Linked DNA regions of Zea mays: region 1 is linked to region 2. Evidence: chromatin contacts called from public Hi-C data. All regions are on one chromosome and are shown on one strand. Each heading gives the region's core, a stretch centred on a gene start, on an enhancer-like site or on the middle of the called end of the contact. The rest is flanking DNA. Distances are from core to core; before and after follow the strand shown. Region 1 holds the start of LOC100127511. Region 2 holds the start of LOC100193885.

Evidence for each region. Hi-C and Micro-C count contacts between places; a contact is called where the count stands out from the background.
Region 1: a contact with region 2 is called in a Hi-C map of tassel, with 4 times the contacts expected there. The contact joins the promoter of LOC100127511 here to the promoter of LOC100193885 in region 2. A contact is called at or near these places in 2 of 25 Hi-C or Micro-C datasets (ear and tassel).

Annotation. Positions count from the first base shown.
Region 1 is chr6:37,922,169-37,928,919 of Zm-B73-REFERENCE-NAM-5.0, forward strand. It overlaps LOC100127511, which reads left to right and starts at 4,005. Exons shown (of 2, transcript NM_001112768.1): 1 at 4,005-4,523; 2 at 4,656-4,913. The coding sequence starts at 4,005. The coding sequence ends at 4,913.
Region 2 is chr6:37,463,739-37,469,867 of Zm-B73-REFERENCE-NAM-5.0, forward strand. It overlaps LOC100193885, which reads right to left and starts at 1,318. Exons shown (of 2, transcript NM_001359316.1): 1 at 1,140-1,318; 2 at 1-990. The coding sequence starts at 980.

The sequences.
Region 1 (6,751 bases), core at 2,755-5,254, 460 kb after region 2:
CAATCGGCGGCGTCGAACAACCCTCATGCTTCGTCCAGCCCTTCGCCGAACCAGTCCAGATGCCCACCTCGTTGATGATCTGTTTTGTGATGATCCAGACTTACCTTTATGAGTGTTGGTGATGTTAGTTAAACTTTATCTTGTGAGATACTTGGTGATGTTAGTGATGACGCAGACTTATATCTGTTTTGTGATGATCATGACTTTAGTGAGACTTGTGATCTGTTTTGTGAAACTTTGTGATATATATGGTGTTGATGATAAATGTGTTCATTCTGTGATGGGCTTGATATATAATGTGATGTGAATGATATATATCTTTTGTTTGTTTAGATGGAACAACAAAAGCAAATAAAAAAGGGACATTCTGGTCACTTTGCCGAGTGTAACACTCGGCAAAGGGTTGCTTTGCCGAGTGCTATGACCATGGCACTCGGCAAAGAAGGAAACCTGGGAACCGGTAAAGACATCTTTGCCGAGTGCTGACAGTGGCACTCGGCAAAGAAGGAAACCTGGGAACCGGCAAAGACATCTTTGCCGAGTGCTTTTGCCAAGACACTCGGCAAAGATACTGGCAAAGGGGCCCACTGGAGGGTTCTTTGCCGAGTGCCAGTCCACCAGACACTCGGCAAAGAAACCTCCTTTGCCGAGTGCCTACTAGGGCTCTCGGCACAGGGACTGGCTGTGGGGTCCACTGGACCAGTCTTTGCCGAGTGTCGCCGTAGGCACTCGGCAAAGGATCCGTCACCGTCACTTGGCGCCGTGACGGTGACTTTTCTTTGCCGAGTGCCCGACAAAAAGTACTCGGCAAAGAAGCTGTTGCCGATGTACAGTTCGCCGAGCGTTCTTTGCCGAGTGTAACACTCGGCAAAGCCTTTGCCGAGTGTAAAATAGCCTTTGCCGTGTGTTTAGAACACACGGCAAAGGAGCTGATTCCGGTAGTGAGAGGGGATCTATCTCCGAAGAACATGTTGTTAGTATATAGAGGCTATCTACGTATACACATACACGATGCAAGGATCGATGGTCATAAAAAAAGTATATACACACGCGCAGATGCTTACTACGGAGTAGTACGTTGGTATAACTTCATTGGGTGCCGGCCACTTTTATTTGAAGCCATATGCATGGACAAATTAAATGTCGCTCGACTCTTTACACTTGCAGTACCCTGCAAAGCATGGACGGGGTTTGATGAGAAGCAAACACTAGTAAATGATGTCAGGTACAGTTATAGCCTCACCGTGTATATGTATTTATATAATAATACTAGTAAAGTACACAGGAGTATAGGCGTATAGTATAGCTAGGTATGTAGAGGAGCTAGGTATGCAGACGAAATACAAAAAGGATGGAAGTTAATGGCTCATCACTGTGAATCCTGCTGATCCGCTAGCTGCAGCGCCCACCTCTAGGTAGTGTGGGCCATGCATCGCATTGCGTGGTTGCAAGTGTCGTCCCATGGGCCATGGCCCGGCCGGAGGAGGGCATCATCATCACCTCATAATTCCTCAGTTTCCTATTGCTGCATGCAAAGAGCAATGCAAGCTCTTTCCCAGCTGGCTGGCTGGCTCCTCGATCTACTCTACTACTGGTGTGTGGTGGTCGTCGACCTAAATCCTAGGCAGATTTCCAGAATCCGGCCGACGTGTAATTCTGCCCTTAAATGCACGCATGCATGCCCGCCGATTTATAGCCATGAGGCATATGAGCTAGCTAGCCCCTCTGTCTCTGTCCGATCGATTAGTCACACCACATCACCGATGAATATATTAATTGAATACTGATTGGGTCTCTTTTCTTTCTTTCTTTCTTTCCCTGAAGGATGGCGAGAGCTGCTGGGGCAAGCAGATCGAGAATGAAGGCACGACACGACGTGCTAAGTAAACTCGCCACCAGTAACCAACCGTTCAAGGCACGTACTCTCGCAGCGTTGCAGTTGCAAGCACATGCAGATAGATAGATATAGATAGATAGATAGATGGATAGATAGATGGAAAGAGCCATTTTTTTCCGAAGAGGAATGTGTGCTGGTGTACGTGTGCCTTGTATGCTAGGAGACCCAGTGTAGTCGTCGTCGTCGTACGTACGTAGTACGTCCATCATCGATCTTCTCAGGTTTTAATTTACGACCTCACTAAGGCCATGTTTGGTTTCTTTAGTCTAGGGACTAAAGTTTAGTTAGGAGACTAAAGTTTAGTCCCTAACATGTTTGGTTCTAGAGGCTAAAAATAGTAAGAATATACTACATGACTCATAAGAAGACTAAAATGGCTTTTAACAAACTCTTGCTATTAGTACAATTGAACTAAATGAGGGGTAAATGTGGAATTAATATGGTTTAGTCCCTTTTAACACATATGTGAAGGACTAAAGACTAAATCATTTTAGTCCATATTTTAGTCCTAGTGTTTGGAAAAAAGGGACTAAATGAGACTAAAAAATAGAGACTAATCTTTAGTCCCTCTAACCAAACACCCCCTAAATACTAGCTTGTTACTATATAGACCTAATAATGCTAGATCTAGTTGCTAGCTGTGTACCTAAACCCTGACCGAATCGCCATCGATCTATATATGCTTTAGCAAGAGCAAGGTCGTCAGCAAGCCGCTAGCTATAGCTGTGTGTGCCCATACAACTACAACTAGTCGTCTGTCTATACACACACACACACACACGTAGTACGTACCTACACAATAGCCACTTACTGGCGCGCTTGACGTTTGCACGCACAAGCAGCAGTACGTACCGCGTTCGTCCCTCGAAGCAGGGAAATCACAAGAACGCGACACAAACGGACGTACGTGTATAGCCTAGCAATAAACACGGCGGTCGACAACTGTTGGCCTCCTCTCTTGCCTGTACTGTACGTGTCTCCTTCCTTCCTGCCTTGCCTTGCCTTCGTTGTCCCTTTCCTCGATCTCGCTCGTTCATCACTTGTTGGCATGCCGGCATCCATATGCATGCACATGGATTCAAATTACTAGGGTATACGTACTGTGATCTATGTGCGCTGTTGCGAACGAGTTTGAAACGAAGACAAACAAGCTAGGGCCAAGGGCATGGGATCATGCATTGCACACACGCATATGCATACGAGCTCCTACAACTGTACATACGAACATAGATAGCTAGGCCGGCCGGTCGGTACGAGATGTGTTGGATACGCCGGCGTTAATCTGTCAGGCATTTGGAATCCATCACGCAACAGTACGCGGTGCTTCTTGATTACCACATTGATTCTTTTCATCGCTTTGCTACAGGAGCTGAAACCTAGCGGGCTGGGCTGGGCTGGGCTTGCTGGCTATATACTGCTGCTCCGTGTGAGAAAAGATGACCGCTGCTAGCTGCCTACCTATAGCTACCTTACCAGTGAACAGTACAGTACACAGCAGGCCGCTCTTGCATACACTGCCATATTGCCATTGCCACCACATCTCTCATCTCTGCCTCTTCTGATCCCTCTTCCTTCCTCTCTCTCTCTCTAAATAAACAGTCACTGCAGTACGCGTCCTTCTCCCTTCCCTCACCTCCTCTCTCTAAAGTCTAAACTCAACTCCTACGATGGTGGTGGTGGTGGGCATGTGCGCGTGTATGTATAGTGTCTTCTGCATCCATTATATATACTGTGCAGACAGGAAGAAGGAAGCAGTAGTGGCCGGCCTCTCCCCACTACATGCTTCTTCGTCGTCTCATCCTCTTCTTCCAATCCAGACCTCCGTCCACACCCACCCATCTGCTCCTCCTCCTCCTCCCTCCCTAGTACCCATTTTGTCTCTCTCAACAGTCCCTCTCTCTCCAGTCTCCACACACCCAACCAACCAAACCAAACCAAACCAAAACCTTTTTGCTAGCTTATTCACAGACAGCAGCTTCCAACCAATCAAACTCATCGACCGATCGAGTGCTCGTACACCAATAGCTCAGCCAGCCATCAAATCCTAGCTGGAGGTGCGTACGTACTTGGCTAGAGGAGGTAGACGACGACGGCGACGACGACCGACATGCCGTCGCAGCAGCAGCAGCAGCAGGGCCAGCAGGTGGCGGCGGGGTCGACGCGGTGGTGCCCGACGCCGGAGCAGCTGATGATCCTGGAGGACATGTACCGCGGCGGCCTGCGCACGCCCAACGCGTCGCAGATCCAGCAGATCACGGCGCACCTCGCCTGCTACGGCCGCATCGAGGGCAAGAACGTCTTCTACTGGTTCCAGAACCACAAGGCCCGGGACCGCCAGAAGATGCGCCGCAGGCTCTGCATGAGCCACCACCTCCTCTCCTGCGCGCAGTACTACGCCGCGGCGGCGCACCACGGCCACGCCGCCTTCCTCGCCGCGCCGCCGCCGTACGGGCACCAGCTGCTCTCCCCGTCCACGACGTCGCCCACCCCGGCTGCTGCTGCTGCTGCCGCCGCTGCAGCGTACGGCTACTACTACCCCGCCACGGCCGCCTTCGCTGCACCGGCGAGCCGGTGCGCCGGCAACGCCACTCCCCCGTCGCCGACCACCCAGCTGTTCCACTATCAGGTAGGACGGAGTACGTACTAGGAGTATCTATCTATATTCTATACTACAGGTCACATCACCAGAGCTGGAATAAATAAAGTTTCCATCTTTATATTAATCCGTCCATGCAACTACAATGTATGACTCGGACAGGGTGGCGGAGGGCTTGTGCCGACGGAGGCGCTCGGCCGGCCGGAGTACTCGCTGGGGAAGCTGGACAACTTCGGCGTGGCGCTTGACGACGTCGTGGTGAGCTCGACCTCCGGTGCTGTCGTCGACACGATGGGGGCGCCTCCGGTTGCAGGGTTCGAGGTGGCGCCGCCGCTGCCGGCTGCCTTCAGCTGCCGGCCGCTCAAGACGCTAGACCTCTTCCCCGGCGGTCTCGAGGAAGAGCAGCACGACGTGGCCTGATCGGCGCATATATGCCGTTGTTACCATTAATTACTACTTAGCTAGTCGTCGCCATCAGTCGTTGATGCATGTCAATGTCATGCAGTAGTACGTAGTACACACACGCTGACATGATCTCAGCTCGTCCCCCTCCCGATCAATTTAGCTGGAGCTACGACAGCTAGAGCTAGCTTCGTTCTGATCTCTCTCCGATCCATGGCTACAATCTAGTGTGTCGTCGTCGTGTTGTTCTTTCTGATGCATGTGTTTGGTTAGAGGGTGTACTTACTCGTTTCTAGAGATTAGTGCGCTCTGGCTAGCAGCTAGCTAGAGAGGAGAGGGAGTGGGCGCTGAGCAGCAAGAGCTAGCTAGGAGTACAGTAGTACGTGCTACTAGAGTAGAAGAGGCCCACCGGGGAGGCACAGGCACAGAGCAGTCTGCGATGCATTCATTCCTTGTTGAGTTATTATGGGATGTGACCGTGCGTACAGTGCGTGTTTAGTGTAGCTAAAACAGGCATGCATGCAGTGTGAAGCTACTATAGCTGGTGGGGGGTACGGTACCTACTAACTAGGCTTTATTTGCAGAGCTCATTACTGGTGGGAGAGGAGATCAAACTTAGGTTCATGAATATCATGTAATGGAATGTTCCTTGCTTGCCGGTCCCCCAACTCCCAACCTCCACCAATTCCTCTCTCTCACTCTCTCTCTCTCTCGCATCTAGATCAAGATCCCTCCTGCTCCACACCCTGTGTCGCTCCGTGTGTATGGACTTTTCTTTTGCCTGCCTTATCTTTTGTATGTGTGCCCACGAAAGAATAAGCAGCCTGGTCTTTTTGGATTGGCGCCGATTTGGTCAGCGCCAATTACTAGGGGTGTACCGCCTAGCGGTGCCCTCCGCGGCAGCACGGACGGTCCGCGGCTCTGGGCCGGACGGTTCGGGACCTGGACGCAGGAGCGACGCCTTCCCTGCGTCGCACCGGATGGTCCGTGCACAGGGCCGGACGGTCCACGATGGCGCAAGGTCGTATTCCTCCTCCTCGCTGGAACCTAGATCTCGCCCCTTGGGGGAAGAGATCTTAGGGCGCCCTGGATCGACAGGGCGTCCCCAGACGACGTGGAGTTGCCTAGAAATTAAAAGATCAATTCGAGGAAGAGGCCTTGGGTGGATAACTAGATCTTGCCCCCGGGAGGGGTAAGATCCTAGGGTTATCTTAGGGTCGGCAGGCCACCCAAGACGGATCTAGACGACGTAGAGTCGAATAGGGGTGTAGGTGGATATGCGGAAGGCTATAACTCGAACTACACTACATCTACTCCTATGGCAGGAATGATAAAGAAAGTAATTGGTTCGATTAGAATGTGTTCGGAAATTCTCAATCGGTCGTAGCCCTTCATATATATAGGGGGTCTGGACCCGTTCCTAGGCAATAGCTAACAAACCCCACGTGATTAGATGGATAACCACGCTCGGGATAAGGATAATCACCCGAACTAATCTGATCGCGGGGGCGCGGACCGTCCCCCACTTTTGGTGCTCAACACATGCCCCCTGCCTTTTGGTGGAGCTTGGCGAACCAAAAGAACCAGCGAAAACTTCAGAAACAATTGATCTCATGAGTTATTTTATTTCCAAAGTAAGGATGCAGCTCGATGCAAGTCATCGGCTCTTGTGATCAGATAATATAAAATACTTGATAGAACTTTGATGCACATAGGCCGTTTCGGATTGCATCCTCTTCGGCCATGTCTGTCTGATCAATCTGTCAATAGACAAAAACTTGTGGTGCCCCCTAGCCCAAATAAGAAAACTTGTGGTGGCAGGGACAGGTGGCCTGTCAATCCTCATCTCCTTTTGA
Region 2 (6,129 bases), core at 68-2,567:
GAAAGCTCAGAGAGTGACATCACAGCATCGCGGCCAGACCCTCCCATGTAATCCTCATCCACTCCTTTCGGCATACCCGCTCGCAGCAGCCCCTTCGACTTCTCCTTCACTAACTTCCCCGACTTCTTCTGTCCACTCTTATCATGCTTGAGCCGATCTAAGACCTGTTCTCCAGACCCTCTGCTCTCGGAATCAGTCTCCGACCCAGCCCGCCTCGCCAACTCTAGAGCCTTCCTCTGCTGCTGCTGTGCCTTTAACGTGTGCAACATCCTGATCTTCTCAGCAAGGCTGTATCTCTCGTGGCCCTTCAAGCAATCCTTGATCTCCCGGAGGCCCCGCACCATGGAGTTGTGGTAGCTCTGGATCCAGTAGCAATGCTTGCGCCGCTCCGCGAAACGGGTACCACGGCGGTACAGGTTGACCCTCGGGTCACAGAGCCCGCCCTTGAGGCGCTTGAAGAAGGCGGCCAGGGGGCTCCCAAAGTGGAAGTTTCGCCCCGCGAAGAGTTCGACGAGCGTGCGCGCAAAGGTCTCCTGGTCCATGTCGGGCAGAAAGGCGGCGAGGCGCAGCCGCTCATCCTCGCTGAGCAGGGTGTTCCAGGCGACGAGCGAGAGCACGTCGCCGAGGCCGTCGAGGTCGTAGAGCTCCAGCGGCACGGCAACACTCTGGTCCCCGACCTGGCATATCTCGGTGCTGGGCTCGCCGAGCTCAGCGACGTCCAGCCCATCGGAACCCATCCCTGAGTCCCCCTCTTCCTCCTCCTCTTCCTCCACCACCTCCTCTGGATCCTTGCCTCCTCCGCCGCTGCCGTTCTGGCCATCGTCGTCGTCGACGGAGAAGCCGTTGGCCTCGGACTCTTGCGACGGCGTGGCCCGCGACTCCTCCTCGTTGTCGTCGTCCTCCGTGGCCTCCGGCGAGCCTTCACTGCCGCCGTCAAGCCTGGGGACCCGGTTGCCGGCTCCGGTCCTCACGATCGCCATGGCCTCCCACCTACGCCGCCGCACCCAAAAAGAAAACGCCGCAACAAAGCCAAATCAGTTAAAACCCTAAGCTCCCAATCTACTGCCTCCTAGCAACAGGAACGAAGGAAGGACAAAATCAAGCAGGGGCGCAGTACACAAAGAACGAAGCTCACTCACCGGAACGATCCGAAGCGGGCGGAGCGGCCGGGATGCGGCGAAACCCTAACCTAGCGCGCGCGGCGACGAGCGAGGGAACGGAACGGAAAAAGGGGGGGCAAGTTGTGAGGAAGCAGGGCGACGGGGCGAGCGGGTGCGGAGGATAAAGAGTGGCTGGGGATCGAGCCGTCGGATCGGGGGAGGGCCGCCGCGGGGGCTGGGGTGGGGTGGGGTGGGTTGGCGGCGCGGGGGAATAGGGCGTGGGGGCAGGGGGCTGCCCGCAAAAGTGTTTTTAGTCGCAGTCGGTCTCGTACTCTCGTCTCAAGTGCGGAGAAGGAGAGGAGATGAGAGGAGGGAGACGCAGAAGATGAGGAAGGGGAAAGCCCCGCGGACGGGTTCGAGGGCGCCGGGCCTGGTAGCGCAGAACGCTGCCACGTGGGCCCCTCTCCCTCCCCTGGCGGGTTTTCCGGGTTTGCGCGGGAACTTAACTTCGCTCGCGAGCTTTTTCTCGTTCCTTTGCATTAGTTAGGCCTCTAAAAGTTATGCAAAGCTTTGAGCTTATGCAAAACCTAACTTACGGTTCTATTTTACCCTCCTATAATCTAACTTATATAGTCTAGGAGAGAAACAAATAGACCCTTAGAATAATTAGTTTATTTTTAAAGTTGTAAAGTTTTAATATAAAATAGACTAAAGTTTAGAGATATTTTTTACTATTTGTTTAAACCTTTAGATCTAAATTTTATAATAGAGAATCCGAACGTTCTCAAGACATCTCCAGCAATAGCCCACAAAATAGTACCTCTACTTTTAAGTTCTTCTTGTTACTTCTTATTTTCATTTGTTTTCTTATATAATATATACATATGATTTTGAAAACACTATACTGTATAAAAAAATATTTAGGACGTGTTTGGTAGGACTCTAGAGTAAAACTCTAAGAAGGAACTAGTCAGAGCCTGCCAAACACCAACTTCAGAGTTGTAAACTCCACGGAGTTTTTCGGAGTTGTAGTACAAATTTTTGGAGTACCTCTTTTACTGCTCTGAAGACTTAAAAAAGCAACCTAACATAAAGTTTGGAGTTATTTACCCACCACTGCCACTGATTATGAGATAGCAATATAAATTCTGGAGCAGAGCTGCTCCATCCAGAGTTTTGGAGTAGAGCTGCTTCGAAGCGGAGCAGAGCCATACCAAACATGCCCTTAAACACACAACTCTAAACATGAAAGTTCCATTTACCCAGGAACAGGATCTAGATGTCAATAGAGGGGTGAATAAGCGAATAAAAAATATGACTTAAAAACTAGAAATTTTACTATACTCGAAGTCTAATTGCAGTGGAAAGAATATCACGTCGAGTAGGTTGCAGCGAAAATGAAATCACTGTCTCAAAATATCATGTACTTCAAAGACAGCCTATACCACAGATAAGTATTGAAGTGCAAGTAAAAAATAATCAAGACATAGAGACAGAATGAACACATCACAGATAAGGATGGCAGCGGGTCGGATTATGTTCGGGTATAGTAATACCCGACCCGATGTAGTACCTGAGTCATCTACAAATATCCATACCCACCAAGCCAATCGGGCAAGAAACTGTACCCGTATTCATACCCACCAGGTATCTGTCGGGTATCGGGTATCTGGTGGATATGTTTTTTAGACTAAATAATATTTAATTATCGTTATAATAAATGTTAAAATAATTTAGTTTTCATCTAATCAACTATGCAACACTGAGAAAGACAATATTTGACTAACCAGAGGAAACTTGGAGAAAAAGGGACACCGAGGGAAGCTGGAAGGATCATGGGAGGGCGCAGTCGAGGTCATGGGTAGCCGGAGATCGAGTGTGAGACGCCAGAGTTGGAGGAAGCTTGGACGGGCTGGGGTGCGGGGCGGCACATGTAGATCCTCGGTGAGGCTGTCCGACGTGGTGGCGCACTCACACAACGTCGAATCATGGGCGGGGCGGGGTGCGGTGGTACAGCGAGGTTGCTCACTTGAGCTTGTCTGCTTCTACCTTGAGTGGTGGCGGTCAAAGCACTAAAGGCACAGAGCTGGTGAAAGGGAATTAGGCTTACACCTAGTTTCTAAATAATTTTAGTGGTTGAATTGCCCAACACAAATAGTTGGACTAACTAGTTTGCTCTAGTGTATAAGTTATACAGGTGCCAAAGGTTCACACTTAGCCAATAAAAAGACCAAGTATTGGGTTCGACAAAAGAGCAAAGGGGCAACCGAAGGCACCTCTGGTCTGGCGCACCGGACTGTCCGGTGCACCACCGGACATGTCCGGTGCACCAGAGGACTCCAAACTCAAATTTGTCACCTTCGGGAAAATTCCAGGGGCAACTCCGCTATAATTCACCGGACTGTCCGGTGTACACCGGACATGTCCGGTGCTCCAAGGAAGAGCGGCCTCCGGAACTCGCCAGCCTCGGGAATTCATTTCTGCTGCTCCGCTATAATTCATCGGACATGTTCGGTGTACACCGGACTGTCCGGTGTAACAGCGGGGCAACGGCTACTTCGCGCCAACGGTCGCCTGCAACAGCAATTAATGCGCGCCAGAGCGCGCAGGCGTCAGGCACGCCCATGCTGGCGCACCGGACACTCTACAGTACATGTCCGGTGCGCCACCGGACATCCAGGCGGGCCCAGAAGTCAGAACTCCAACGGTCGAATTGCAACGGCCTTGGTGACGTGGCTGTCGCACCGGACTGTCCGGTGCACACCGGACTGTCCGGTGCACCATCGAACAGACAGCCTCCACCAAACGGCTAGTTTGGTGGTTGGGGCTATAAATACCCCCAACCACCCCACATTCAAGTCATCCAAGTTTTCCAGCTTCCAACCACTATACAAGAGCTAGCATTCATTGCAAAGCACACCAAAAGAGATCAAATCCTCTCCCAACTCCACACAAAGCCTTAGTGACTAAAGAGAGTGATTTGTAGTGTTCATTTGAGCTCTTGCGCTTGGATCGCTTCTTTTCTTTCGCATTCTTTCTTGAGATCATACTCACTTGTAATTGAGGCAAGAGACACCAATTGTGTGGTGGTCCTTGCGGGAAGTTTGATTCCCAAAGTGATTTGAGAAGATAAGCTCACTCGGTCCGAGGGACCGTTTGAGAGAGGGAAGGGTTGAAAGAGACCTGGCCTTTGTGGCCTCCTCAACGGGAGTAGGTTTGCAAGAACCGAACCTCGGTAAAACAAATTCGTGTGTCACACTCTCCATTTGCTTGCGATTTGTTTTGCGCCCTCTCTCTCGGACTCGTTATTATTTCTAACGCTAACCCGGCTTGTAGTTGTGATTAATTTTGTAAAATTCAGTTTCGCCCTATTCACCCCCCCTCTAGGCGACTATCAATTGGTATCAGAGCCCGGTGCTTCATTAGAGCCTAACCGCTCGAAGTGATGTCGGGAGATCACACCAAGAGGGAGATGGAGAACGGCGACAAGCCCACTACGAGCCAAGGGAGCACTTCATCGGAAGAGTCCCGCACCAAGAGGAAGGAGAAGAAGAAGGACTTCTCCAAACGGAAGGAGAAAAGATCTTCTTCTTCTCACCACAAAGAGAAGAAGGAAAAATCTTCTTCCCACAAGTCACATCGGAAAGGCGACAAGCACAAGAGGATGAGGAAAGTGGTCTACTACGAGACCGACACTTCATCAACATCAACCTCCGACTCCGATGCGCCGTCCGTAACTTCTAAGCGCCAAGAGCGCAAGAAGTTTAGTAAGATCCCCTTACACTATCCTCATACATCTAGACATACTCCATTACTTTCCGTTCCATTAGGCAAACCGCCAACCTTTGATGGCGAAGATTATGCTATGTGGAGTGATTTAATGAAATTTCATCTAACCTCTCTCCACAAAAGTATATGGAATGTTGTTGAGTTTGGAGCACAGGTACCATCCATAGGGGATGAAGATTATGATACGGACGAGGTGGCCCAAATCGAGCACCTCAACTCTCAAGCTACAAGCATACTCCTCGCCTCTCTAAGTAAGGAGGAATACAACAAGGTGCAAGGGTTGAAGAATGCAAAGGAGATTTGGGACCTTCTCAAGACCGCGCACGAGGGTGATGAACTCACTAAGATCACCAAGCGGGAAACGATCGAGGGGGAGCTCGGTCGCTTCCGTCTTCGCCAAGGGGAGGAGCCACAAGATATGTACAACCGGCTCAAAACCTTGGTGAACCAAGTGCGCAACCTCGGGAGCAAGAAATGGGATGATCACGAGGTGGTTAAGGTTATTTTGAGATCACTTATTTTCCTTAACCCCACTCAAGTTCAATTAATTCGTGGTAATCCTAGATACACACTAATGACTCCCGAGGAAGTAATCGGGAATTTTGTGAGCTTTGAATGTATGATTAAAGGATCAAAGAAGATCAACGAGCTTGATGAACCCTCCACGTCCGAAGCACAACCGGTGGCATTTAAGGCGACGGAGGAGAAGAAGGAGGAGTCTACACCGAGTAGACAACCAATTGACGCCTCAAAGCTCGACAATGAGGAGATGGCTTTAATCATCAAAAGGTTTCGCCAAATCCTCAAGAAACGGAAGGGGAAGGACTACAAATCCCGTTCCAAGAAGGTTTGCTACAAGTGTGGTAAGCCCGGTCACTTTATTGCTAAATGTCCATTATCAAGTGACAGTGACAGGGATAACGACAAGAAGGGCAAGAGGAGAGAAAAGAAGAGGTACCACAAGAAGAGGGGCGGCGATGCCCACGTGTGCCGCGAGTGGAACTCCGACGAGAGGTCCACCGACTCCTCCTCCTCCGATGAGGACGCCGCCAACATCGCCGTCACCAAGGGACTCCTCTTCCCCAACGTCGGCCACAAGTGCCTCATGGCAAAGGACGGCAAAAAGAAGAAGGTTAAATCCAAATCCTCCACTAAATATGAGTCTTCTAGCGATGATAATGCTAGTGATGAGGAGGATAACTTGCGTACCCTTTTTGCCAACCTTAACATGGAACAAAAA